Linked DNA regions of Sus scrofa: region 2 is linked to region 1. Evidence: chromatin contacts called from public HiChIP or PLAC-seq data. All regions are on one chromosome and are shown on one strand. Each heading gives the region's core, a stretch centred on a gene start, on an enhancer-like site or on the middle of the called end of the contact. The rest is flanking DNA. Distances are from core to core; before and after follow the strand shown. Region 1 holds the start of HIVEP2 (transcription factor HIVEP2). Region 2 overlaps HIVEP2 (transcription factor HIVEP2).

Region 1 (5,973 bases), core at 1,354-3,853:
AAATCAGTTCAAATTTTCCATTACAATGAAAGTACCGGAAACCAGCCTTTTCATGTTCATTTTAGGCCTAAGTAACTGTGCAGAGAATAAGGCTTTTGCAATGTCAGTTACACACAGTTTCCTGTGCGAATTCTAAGCCATTACAGGTGTCTTAAACCCTCCAATGAAACCTATCTACTATCAAGGGATGCCTCCGGTCCCCTCAAAGCCATCCCCACTGGCCCCTATCCCCACGTATTACTGCCCATCTCCTCTGAGTGTCTTTATTAAGGATTGTCTCTCCTCTCTGCACTCCCGAGGTTAAAGTGCTCACTTTTCCTCGGCGTAGCATGTAAAAGCTTTCCCATTAGAGAGGACTAGTGTCTGCAGTCCTTTTTAGTTAGATGCTTTCAAGTCGGAGAGGAGAAGAACCACTTGAAGAAAACCCTCCTCCCCCCCTCTTCCCCACTGGAGCCACATCCCTGAAGGACAACACCAAAGGGACACTTCCTGACCTTCTATCCCCTAGCCCAATTTCGGCTGGGAGGGTTGGGGTCGCATTTTCTCGTGTCCTCTGCTGCACTGGATGTGTTATGTAAGAGGGACAGGACGCGGGAGGCACATGCGTATAAAGCGCACCGATCTGTGATAACAGCTGGAGTGGCAGAGCTGATCTGGAGTCACCCCCACCAAATACGACAGACACCACACACACATCACCCCCCCGCCCCCACCCCACCCACCCCACCCCCACACACAGAGCAGCGTTTTCCTGTCTCACCCCTGCCAGTACCAGACGCACAGAAGGGAAAGGCTGGGGGAGGGGTGAAGGGAGGTGAGAGAGAAGGAGGAGCAGCGGCAGCACATCTGCTTTGATAGCGGCCGGCAGAGCCGCCGCGGCAGAGAGCCCCTAGTTAACCCCCTTCCTGTGGCTGCACCACGTCATGGAACATTCCCGGAACGGGCCAACGTTCCACCCACTTCAGGGAACAGACATAAAGGCGCAGACCCAGCTCCCCACAGTGCACAGCCCAAACACACATGTCCCTTCCCGGTCCCCGGGCAGACGCACAGACCAACACGCATGCAAACCGCCCCACCCGTCTCCGAGCGCCCCCGGCCAGCCCGCCGCGCCGGGAGCCGCTCCGCGGCCGGTGCACCCGCAAAGCCAGGGCGCCTCCTCCTGAACCTTCCATCGAGACAGTCCCCTCCTTCCTTGCTTCCTTCCTTCTCTCCTTCCTTCCTTCCCGGCTCGGGAGGAGAAAGGAGTCGCCGAAATGCCAACAGCCGGCGCCTTCACTGCCCTCGCTCGGCCTTAGGCCGGCGGCCCGGCCCTCGTGCCTCCCGCCCGCCCCCGACCCGCGCCGCGCGGCCCCCTCCCCCGCTACCTGACGACGGGCGGCCAGCGGCCGCGGCAGCCGCAGCGGTGGCCGGGCGGTGCGCGCCGGTGCACGTCCCTCATTAGCAACCAGGCACATTCCTGCCTCCAGCGCTCCCGCGCCGCCCCCTCCCCCCAGGACATTACGCAAAGCAGCCACCCCTCATCTGCATAGATCCTCGGCCAGGGTATTCCCCGCATTTCCCAACGCGCCGGACCCCCCCACCTGAGGTCTCCCCCATCCCCGCCCCCTCCGACCCTCACCCTTGCGCCGTAGACCAGGGGCCGAGGGCGCGCGCCGGGAGGGCGATGGGGTCCGGCAGCGGCGATTTCGCTGTAAAGTGAAACGAGCTGCTAATGCTAAGGGAGGCAGGAAAAACACCGCGCCGAGGCCACTTACCGAGCCGAGGAACCTAGATTCCCGCCGCTCTGCTCACCCGAATGGTTGGTCCGCCCTCCGCGCACCCCAAGGCTGCACCCAGCACCCCAAAGTCGAGACGTGTAGGAATATGATTAACGAGCCGGGAGACCCTCCAAGTTGCTCCGGGCTCCCAGGAGCTTCAACGTCCAAGACACAACTTGGCGGAGACTTGTGCCACAGTCACCGAGGATGTTTCTGCGGAGACCCTCCTCCGGCGGGGAGAGACAGCGCTCGGTGGCGCCCCGCTTGCCTCCTCTCCACCCCCCTCACCTCCAGCCCGCCTCCCGCCGGCCGCCCGCCTCTGGGCCGCGAGCCCCTAGGGCGGCTGTCAGCTCCCGGCCGCCGCCGGGTGACAGGAGCCGGAGGAGGGCGCGACGCGGCGGCCCAAGCCCGAGCGGGCGAGGGGGATCCTCGCAGCAGCAGCAGCAGCAGCGGCGGCCGCTCACCTGGAAAGTCACCGCTGAGAAGGAGGAGGAGAAGGAGGAGGAAGAGGAGGGAGAGGAGGAGGGGGAGGAAACCCCCCTGGTGCCCTTGTTCTCGCTGCCGCGGCGGCCGCTCCTCGCCAAGGCTGAGCGTGTCTGGTGGGGGGTGTCTGGTAGCATTTCCTTAAGGACAGAGGGAGGGAGGGCGGGCACGGAGGGAGGGAAGCGATCCCGACCGCCTGCCCAGGCTCCTCTTTCCTTTATTTATTTTTCTGACACTGTACGGAGATGGTCCCGGGACAGGGGCCGCCGGGCTCGGGAGGGAGCCGCGAGGCCCGGGCCGCAGCAGTCTGCGTGCGGGAGCCGCAGCGGCCGCCTCCCCTCCCGGTCTGTGGACGCACGGGGTTATTCCTGGCAGCGCCTCCCCGAACAGAAGTTACTAGGAGGAGTGCGCGGCGAGGGCGGGCGGGGGGAGAGGCGGAGGGAGGGAGGAAGAGGGAGAGACTCAGCCAGCGACGTCATCGGATCCCCCAGCGCGTCCCAGGGAGGGAGGCCGAACCAGAAAAACCAGTCTGGAGCCGGCGAGCGGAGAGGGTTGTGCGGCGCGACGGGGGAGGGAAGCGACCGGGAAGTCAAGGCCCGGCCCCGCTGCAGCCGCGCTCCCGCTCGCTCGGATCCAGGGATCTCCCCAGAGAGCCAGTCTCTACTTGTCATGCAAAAAAACTTGGGCGTCTCTAGGAGCCTGAGAATTTCCTTTAGGGATGCGGAAACCTCCTCCCTCCCACTCCTATCTTCCCATTTCCCAGATCTTTCCTCATCTAGAAGACAAAGAGAATTATAGAATAATTCGTATTGTCTTTAATTAGAATTGTCTTTATGATTTTTGTCCGGGTTCCTCCGATCCCTTTTCTCTCTGTGGCCCCGCCTCTATGCAACATTAATGCTATCGGTCAAAAAATAAAATAAAATCATATTGTAGGTCCTGGCTGCGTTTGTGGAGCTTTGCAAAGTGTTTTACTAGCACTTTCCGGGCCCCTGCGGAAGCATGAACTTTTCACGCGCTCGAAATGCCCCAGTTGCCTTCGCTGGGGTCACTCACCAGGGTGCCCTGGGCGCACCCAGCTCGGGGATCGCGGCCCGCCCTCGCCGGGGTATTCAAATCGGTTTGAGCAGCTGCGAGAGGAGCAGCTGCCGGTTTCCTGGTGGCAGTGCTGAGACCTGTGGCGAGCGGCCGCCTCCAGTCTGCGAGCTTCCCTTCCTCCGAAGGGACGCGAGTGAAATCACACCCAGCGCGGGGACAGCGGGGCCGGGGGACGGGGGAATCCCAGGCGAGTGGGGGCCGGGGCCCTGGGCTTCCTCCCCGGCCCGGCAACACCCGGGGGACACCGGGGCTCCCTCGAGCCGTTACCCTGCCTGTGTGGACTTGTGTGCACCCTTAGGGGAGGTTCCCAGGCGGCCGCGGCGGCAGGAGCGCGGCGAAAGGATGGCCACCGGGCCGGGCGTACTCTCAGAGCGCCTCCTCCGGGTGGTCTGCGGGCCGGGCAAGGAACGTGCGCCACCCCTCCCGGGCGCCCCAGCGGCCGCGCAGAGCCGAGCAGAGCTGACTGCCCCGGCGCCGCGGGCCCGATAGGCCCTCCCCGCCCCCCGTCCGCGCCGCCGCCCTGCCCCGGGCGGAGTAAACAAGAGACGCGCAAGATTTGACCTGGCGCGACCCGGATTTCTGGCCGGGGTTCCCCCTGAGCAGGTGACTCCGTGGGAGGGGTGGAAATGAGTCTCTGGAATTCCGGGCCAAAGACATTAACTGTGGTTCTGCTTTTAAGGCAGGTATTTCACCGACAACTGCGGAATGTTTTGCGTCTCAAGTTTCAGATTTCGCGGAAAGGGACCAAATGTCAAGGCATATCAAATATTCCCTTCCCTTTTCATTAAAAGAGAGTGCATTTAAAAGGAGGACAGCCCTTTAATGACTGCGAGAATGGTACTGCCGGTTTCGTTTTTGCTTTGTTTTGTTTTTCATTTCGACCTATAATCAGTGTATTTCTGAGGTCCTCGTGCAATGGCGACAGTACGTTTAACGACTCTACAAAATATAGCGGTGATACTTTCTATTTTAACCTTTTTTTTTTTTTCCAAAGGAGAAAAAACTGAAAGATTTGAAATAAGTTTCACTGTGTTCTTAGAGATAGATCTCATTTAAATTCAGGGCCTACTTCCATTTAAGCGACTTCTCCTTTCATTGTATAAGTTCTTTAATATTTAGCCTTTCTTGACTTAACTTGAAACACTTAATAAAAACTCCCGCAATCATCATTTTCTCTTAAATGTATGCCATTGCATTTTCAAACATCCATTTAAAACGCAAAATGTGATTTTCAAGATGTTTTTTCACTTCCAAACCCACCTGCTACATATTCCCAGAGCCCATTTTATTTAATTGCTTAATAGAGAAGATTAAGCAGTTTCTTTAAGAATCCAATTTCCCTTCAGCACACACAACAGCAGCTGCCCAAGCTCCCAGAAGCTGAGCAAGGAAAGTAGCAGGCAGTGCTTTTCTTCAGGAGAATGAACGTCAGTAGAAATCTTAAATGCCTCTTTAAAGGACTAGATTAAGTACTATAATGTGAATATTAGGCTACTTAGGTAATTGGTTAAAATACTTAAAAAAAAAGAAAAAGCTAATAGACATCAGTTTTGGTGACCTGAGAGGACTCTTAAAGACGATTTTTAGTCAAACTTTGATTCTTATTACCTTGTTCCAAAAATTGTCAAGCACTAAGGAAGTTAGCCTGAACTGAGTTGAAGCACAAGCAAAAATACTTATGAATATTGTAAACTAGGTGGCATCCCCTAGTTTACTGGGAAAAATCACTGACCTTAAGTAAAGGCATCGCTGTCTTTAGCCGTTAATGCTGAGACATGTCTGTCCAGTTTTTATATTTATGGGCAATATTGTAATGGAAAAACTCCTCTCCCCAGAAAACTTCTGAAGACAAAACCAAAACTGGCTCTGGTAAACTGTGCACTCAGCTCTAAGAAGCTCTGTGGAAAGTGAGGTTGACTGGGGCATAGCTGACCCTGCCTGGGCACCCGTATAGAGCATCACAGCCAGGTAGGAACTTTATTTTCATTACTTTTCATTGCTTCTTTATTAGTTCTCAGTTTCAAAAGAAAGTAAAATCTGCTAATCTGGATTATGAGATATTAAGAAGGTAAAATAATTAATGTCCACAAGGCAGTATGGCATTTTTTTCCATGTCAGAAACCAACTTTCATTCAGAAAATAGGAGTTGAGAATCTACCATGCTCCGAAGATACTTAAGATACATCAGTGCACACATCAAAGATTCCTGCTTTCCTGGAGCTTGTATTCTAGTTGCCGGTGAGGGGGTGGGGGTGGAGGTAGATGGATAAAGAACAGGATATAAAAGAGCCATAAGAAATAAATGATAGAGAACTTTGGAAGATAAAAAGAGTTACAGGGGAAAAACAGAAAAATAGGGTAAAGGATATGGGTGGGGCAGGAGGTGTTGTGTTTCTGCATCAGGTAGGAAGGTCAGACTAGGACTCATTGAGACGTGACATTTATGCCAAGGCTTGAAGGAAATGAGTAAAGAACTTTTGGTAGAGTTCAAGCTAAGATAAAAGCTCTAAGACCAGAGCAGGCCTGGCATGTTTGTAGACCTTAAGAAAAACCATGTGGCTGAAATAGAAAGTGACACCCAATGAACAGAGCAGCCTCCTGGGCTCCTGTAAGGGCTTTTCTCACACAGGGC
Region 2 (5,973 bases), core at 1,710-4,209, 130 kb before region 1:
TTACACTCTCAAATTCTACACAAGTTTAGGGGTTCACTGAAGAGACAAGAATTTCAGGTGAAAATTTAAATCATGGCTTGAAACATCAATTAGGTACCCCGGCATTTATAATCGTACTACATAAGCTTAGGAGAGGAGCGACCGCTATGAGCTAGTGTTGTGAAAGAAATATTTATGCAGCTGGTAGAAGTTAAATAAGGGCTTGAAAATTCTGACAGGCAGAGACAAGGCTTTCCAGGAGGTGGAAATGCCTGAGTAAAGGAATGGCGTGCATCTCTCGAGTGCCAAGAATTCATGGCCAATGATTTACTGAGCAAAGCCTTCAACTGTACTGGGTCTTTGCCCCCAATTCAGCCCATTTCCAACATGTATTTTTCCTTCCCCATATTTCCTAAATTGAATTCTTCATATCTCACAGGCACGAGCCTCTGTTCATCTTCTGTCCCAACTGACAACCTCCTCACCACCCAACACCATCAGCACCTCTCTGGATCCTCAGTTGCATTTCTGCAGCAACTTCCACTGGTCCGATTCGCCAATTGCTTCAGCCAGTGTTCTCCTCACCATTTTCTAGTACTCTGAATATTAAGACTAACAGCTTCTTTCTTGATGGCAAAAACCTTCCCCAGACCACCAGATACCATGCCCTACTTTCCACATTTTTCTTTCTCCTCTCTGCACTCTCTCCGCTTTCTCCAACCTTACTCAGAGCTGTGTCCTCACACTAGTTTGCTCCAAGACCTCCTGCAGCCAACTAGACATCTCTCTCTTCCAATCCTCCCAGGGCCCATAAAGTCATTCTTTATGCTCAAGGCTCTAAATCAGAATTTACTGCTTGGAAACCATTAATCACATATAGAAAGAACAGAGCTGACTGCCACTGCTGAGTTATTCAAGTCTTAAGACAATGTGGTTTGATGTACTTTTTAAAAATTTCGGTTGCTTTTAAAAATATTTGTAACAGCTGCAGGATACACGCGCGCACACACACACACACACACACACACACACACACACACACGGAGAAATGGAGAAATGGGAGTTAAAGAATGATAGCTCCTTAAAGACGGGCCACATTTTTGTTCAACTTAAATTGAAAAACATTAGCAAGGGCATGTCAGGAATTAATTCAAAGAAAGGCAGATCAATATCTCCTTCAAGCTATGGTTCAACCTCAGATTCTAAATAATAAAATATACACCAAGGCTTTGGGAGCCCACATTTTCTTCTGAGAGTCAGATAATGTATAGATACATAACATTTTAGTAATGTAACAGCACTTATTTTCCCCAATTCCTTGGTGACTAACCTGACTGAAATCTCTAGCCAAAATACTGTGGCTCTGATTTAGAATATACTCCGGATGTAGCCAAATACATACTTTCAGTTTGAGGCTGTGTTCTCTCACTAAATTTTACTGCAGCTATATGCATTGCTCTTCTGAGATGATGAGTGGTCACATAAACACGATAAAATTACAATTACAAGCCCAAGTCCAAATTATTTGGTTTCTAATAAGCATGATACTATCACTATTAATTTAACAAACAGGAAATGCTTATGCGTCTTAAACACTATGCTGGGTACAGCACGCACCAAGGGAAATAAAACATCACTGATACGATACAAGAGCCTCCGAACGCACACCTTTAGTAACCAATGCATGACAACACAACTTTAAGAGTAAAGGAATTTGCAAAGCAGTAGAGGAACACTGCAGGGAAAGTGAAAAAAACAAAAAACAAAAAAACCTGCAAAGAGAAATTGCCAAAAGATGCGTAAGAAAGTGACATTGAAGCTACATCTCAAAGAAGGAAGGAAAGAAGAGAATGAAAGGGAGATATATAGAGCATGGATGATTTGCCAGACACACAAGCGACATCTTATCCCCTGCCAGCATTTTAAAGTGATGAAATTGAGGCAGGGCCCCAAAAGTCACTTGCTAAAATGTCACAGAGCCAGCTTCAATGCCAGCTTTGTATGTTCTGTCCACTGTACAAGCTCCCTTCCATTGACAAGGAAGTATTTTCCAGGTGGAAAAGGGAAAGAATTATTATTGCTAAAGTTTCTTTAAAAAAGGCCTCTTATAACATCTTTACTTAAACTGAATTAATATTTTCATTCTAATGTCCTATCTGTCCATCAAAAGCTTTAAAAACCTAGTCCAAGAAAAAATGCCTAAGGTCCAAGGTCACTTAAGAGATCTGTGAACCTTTAAAAACTGCATGTAAAATGCGTTTGTTTTTTTTTTTCTGGGAGAAAGGGTCAAAAATTTCTATCCGAGTCCTAAAGAGGTCTGTGAACCCTTCCCCACAAAAGGCTAAGAATTATTGATTTACAGAGTGTTTTGCCGGGCTTTTTGACATTTTCCTAAGAGCTCACCAAATAGGTAAAATCTAGTTTCATATGTGAAGAACTACATTTCATATGAAGTAGGAAGGAGTGTTAATATACTCATAATGTACCAACTTGATAATGACACAGTGAAGTGACCCTTTCCCATGTTTCTAATAAGTACTCAGGATGTTAACAGTGAAAGGATCATTTAGAAAGCTAATTTCCTTTTCATCATGCTTGTTAAGTGTTTACTTTAATTCACATCCTGTGTGACCCTATGGGAAAATTTTTAACTAATACTGGGGAAAATCCCATAGGGTTACACAGGATGTGAACTGGGCCTGTACTGAACTACCTTTGGCTTGAAAAATAAAATTAGATAGGTGAGTTTCACTTTCTGTTTGTCATAAGTTCCACTTTCTGGTTCCCAAAGTTTAGATTCAGAGCCTCTGTGTGTTTCTGAAACGGCAGCGCAAGAAAGTCTCGCAATTCTCACTCTCTTTTTTAAGGGATGATGTCTCCGGGTGGTAGAGAGAAATCCTTTTTGCAAAAGATGCACATGGGCCATGGTGCCCGTCCGGGCCAGCCTGCTGGAGCAGCCCCAGCGCGCTCCTCCCATACCTGTGCTCACACAGCTCAACTGCCCTTTCCATTTCCTGTGGAGAACACACATCATACCACTTCCCCTATAGAAAAAAGAAAGCAGCCCAGCTTAATTGCTGATGGAAACACTGTCATACTTTCCACTGGCCAAGCTTGAAACCATTACTGATCTAACCTTCATTAATTTTTCCACAACAATTTGCAGAAATGTCAGGAAGCAGCTGCATGAAAACTGATTAATTGTCCTTATCACCACTGCTTCACCAGGCTATATATACATATTTTTTTTTCCAGTTTAAAAATAAAATTTGGGATTTTTCTGTTTTGATTGGTACTGATGGTGGTATGTCTTCGTCTGAAAAACCCAGATCTATTTTTGACACTTCCAGTGGCCCAACATTTTCAAATCTGGAGGAGACCCCATAAAATCTGGCACAGCATCCATGAGGGAAAAGATTGCTTCCTGCCGATTACTCACTTATATCTGTTTAAACAGACGCTAATGAATTCAAGTCTTAGGGCAACACTGCATTTATTAGTCAATCATAGAAGCTAAAATTCACTTCCGAAATGTGAGTTAGAAAATCAAGTGCCCTTTTTCTATTTTTTCACTTTCTTTTCTCCCTCATTTTAGCTTGAGCTACACCATCTGTCTCAACCTATCAAATAATGTGTTGTGCATGGCTGGCAAAACCAGTGGAACAGTACACCTCATAACCCCAAGTATGTAACCAGTGAGCATCTATAAAGTGGTATGCAACAGAGTCTGGCCATCTGGGGATAACTGGTTACAGCAAGCTTAGCTTCTCAGCCAGCCCTTGGATTTGCAGACGTTTAACTAGTTGCCAAAACATCAACTAGTGTTCAAGAAGAGAAATACTAGCATTTTTTTTTCAAAACACAGGAATTCAGATATAATTTTCTGAATTTTAAATTTTCAAAGATGTATTTGCCAGTGTTGCTGATGAGATGACTTCAACAGCAAAGATCAAAGCACTGTCAATGTCCCTGAATTGGAGACAGAGTCAATCCAAATCAAGTATTTTGCAGCACTACTAAACTTTTGGGGGTATGAATGTGTTTTTCCTTCACCAGATTGCCTGAATACATAGAAGCAGGAGATTAAAGCTGCACAGATTTTGAACCAAATGACACAGTACCTTTCAGAGACAGCTCTGAGACTGGAAAGAGTTCCTCTAGTATTGCACTAAAATAATTCAAAGGCTCCCTTCATCCTAGATATGCAGGTTCCTAGTCCAATCCCAAACCAAAGAAAAACAGAGACTGGACAATAGTGTAAGACACTGAAATAGTAACTGGCCATGTGGCACAGTGGTCCAGCTCACGGACGCCAGAGCCAGGACACCTCTTTCGAACCCCATCTCTGACACTACATAGACATATAAATAACCTCAGTTATCTGTGCCTTAGATTTCTCGCCTGTGAAACAGGGGTAATGATAATATTGTTAGAACTGGTAAGAGAAGGTGCTTAGAAATGGCACTAAGAAGTGCAGTATAAACATTAGTACTCTATTTCTCTGTTGACATTTCGGCCTGACATTAGTCTAAAACGGAGGAAACCATGTAACAGGAGTTCCTTAATTAACTTAAAAAAGCCCGTGGGGGTGGGAGAAGAAAGCCAACCGGGTGGGATGAAAAGATTTCCTCTGCTAGGATGGGGATACCGACATTGCCTGAAATACCACCACTAAATGGGGTCAAGCAACCAGGATTCAATGTTTTACTCTTTCTGTTGCCACCTCAGGTGACTTAGGACCCACGCTTTGTGATGATGTGGGACCCAGGGACAAGCACTGTAGAGATGACCAGACCTCACCACCCCCACCAGTGGGCCTGGAGGTGAGAGGTGAGAGGAAGGGCACCGCAGGCCAGGGAAGGACAAAGAAGGAAGCTGACTTGGCCTCCATCATCATAAAAGGGTTTGCTGAGTTAGACAAAGGACCTCATTCCCCTGACACCAAGACCAGGACTGAGGTGCCAAGAAGCCACACAGAACAGGAAGGACACCACTTTTAACCCCTGTTCTGCTGGATGACCTTAAGCAACTCACTACCCTCTTCAAGGCCTTGACTTTCTGCAGTAAAATGGGAGATTTTAATTAGATCAGAACTTCTCAACCCTCCGGTCACCATGAACCCCTTTGAGAGTTTGATGAAGCCAGGGGATCCCTTCTTAGCATAATGTTTTAAGCTCAAACACATAGTGTTATAAAGGATACCAATTATAATGAAATAGTCACCTCAAAAAAATTTTTAAAACAAATTTGTTGACAGGAATGTATGCGACTCTATTAAAAAGTAGAAACAAGATATAGCAAAGGAGAATAGCCACCATAATGTTGAGTAATCATAATTACAAAGATACTTTGGGATAGTATTCACAACAGTTATATGACATGAAAATACCTGGGATTTCTACTGGTGACAAAGTCACAGACATTGCTAAAATTACTGTTATCTGTTGCCTACAATAATGGAGGGTGTGCTGAGATGTTCATGAAAATAAAGTTTTAATTTTTTTTAACCAAATACTCAGACCCTCTGAATTCTATTCATTTGTGGTTAAGATCCTCAATTTAGGTGAATAATAATTCCCTTTATAATTCCAATGATCTAGGATCAATGACTAAATTGCTTCCCTAGCTTCCTCCACAGAGAATATTCACAAAAGGAAATGGATCAATCCTATCCTTTCCCATGTGTGGGAGAAAAACAGATTTATGGGATAGAAGTGTCTCTCCTCATCCCCATGGAAGTGAAGGGAGTATTTATTGACTTGGAAATGAGCTACCCAAACACTCCCAGACCCTCTCAGCCTACAGGCATATAGAGATGAAGTGGCATCAACGCCAATTAACCACAGCTCCTGTTCCAGCCCCACCTGCTCATACAAGACCCCCAGTCCCCTTGAAAAGTCCCAACCGAGTATTTCTAGGATGCCAACAAGGGGGACTTACAAGAGCCCACAGGGAGTCTGACAGCCAGTCACAACACCATCTGCCGTTTCTTCC

The links. HiChIP or PLAC-seq counts read pairs in DNA pulled down with a chosen protein or histone mark.
Region 2: an H3K27ac HiChIP or PLAC-seq map of skeletal muscle shows a contact between it and region 1. The contact joins the enhancer-like site here to the promoter of HIVEP2 in region 1. A contact is called at or near these places in 10 of 47 Hi-C or Micro-C datasets (alveolar macrophages, blood, embryonic fibroblasts and 6 more) and 2 of 2 datasets of contacts at active chromatin or transcription factors (alveolar macrophages and skeletal muscle).

Annotation. Positions count from the first base shown.
Region 1 is chr1:22,237,311-22,243,283 of Sscrofa11.1, reverse strand. HIVEP2 (transcription factor HIVEP2) reads right to left here and starts at 2,603. Exons shown (of 10, transcript XM_021072421.1): 1 at 2,225-2,603.
Region 2 is chr1:22,366,552-22,372,524 of Sscrofa11.1, reverse strand. The region is part of intron 2 of HIVEP2 (transcription factor HIVEP2); the gene reads right to left. Among named protein-coding and RNA genes, the nearest start is that of HIVEP2, 130 kb to the right of the region's middle. Within about 2 kb of position 2,959, at least 37 of the 83 cell types and tissues checked have an H3K27ac peak or open chromatin away from gene starts, as enhancers often do. A contact at or near this core is called in alveolar macrophages, embryonic fibroblasts, liver and 3 more, where this site is marked.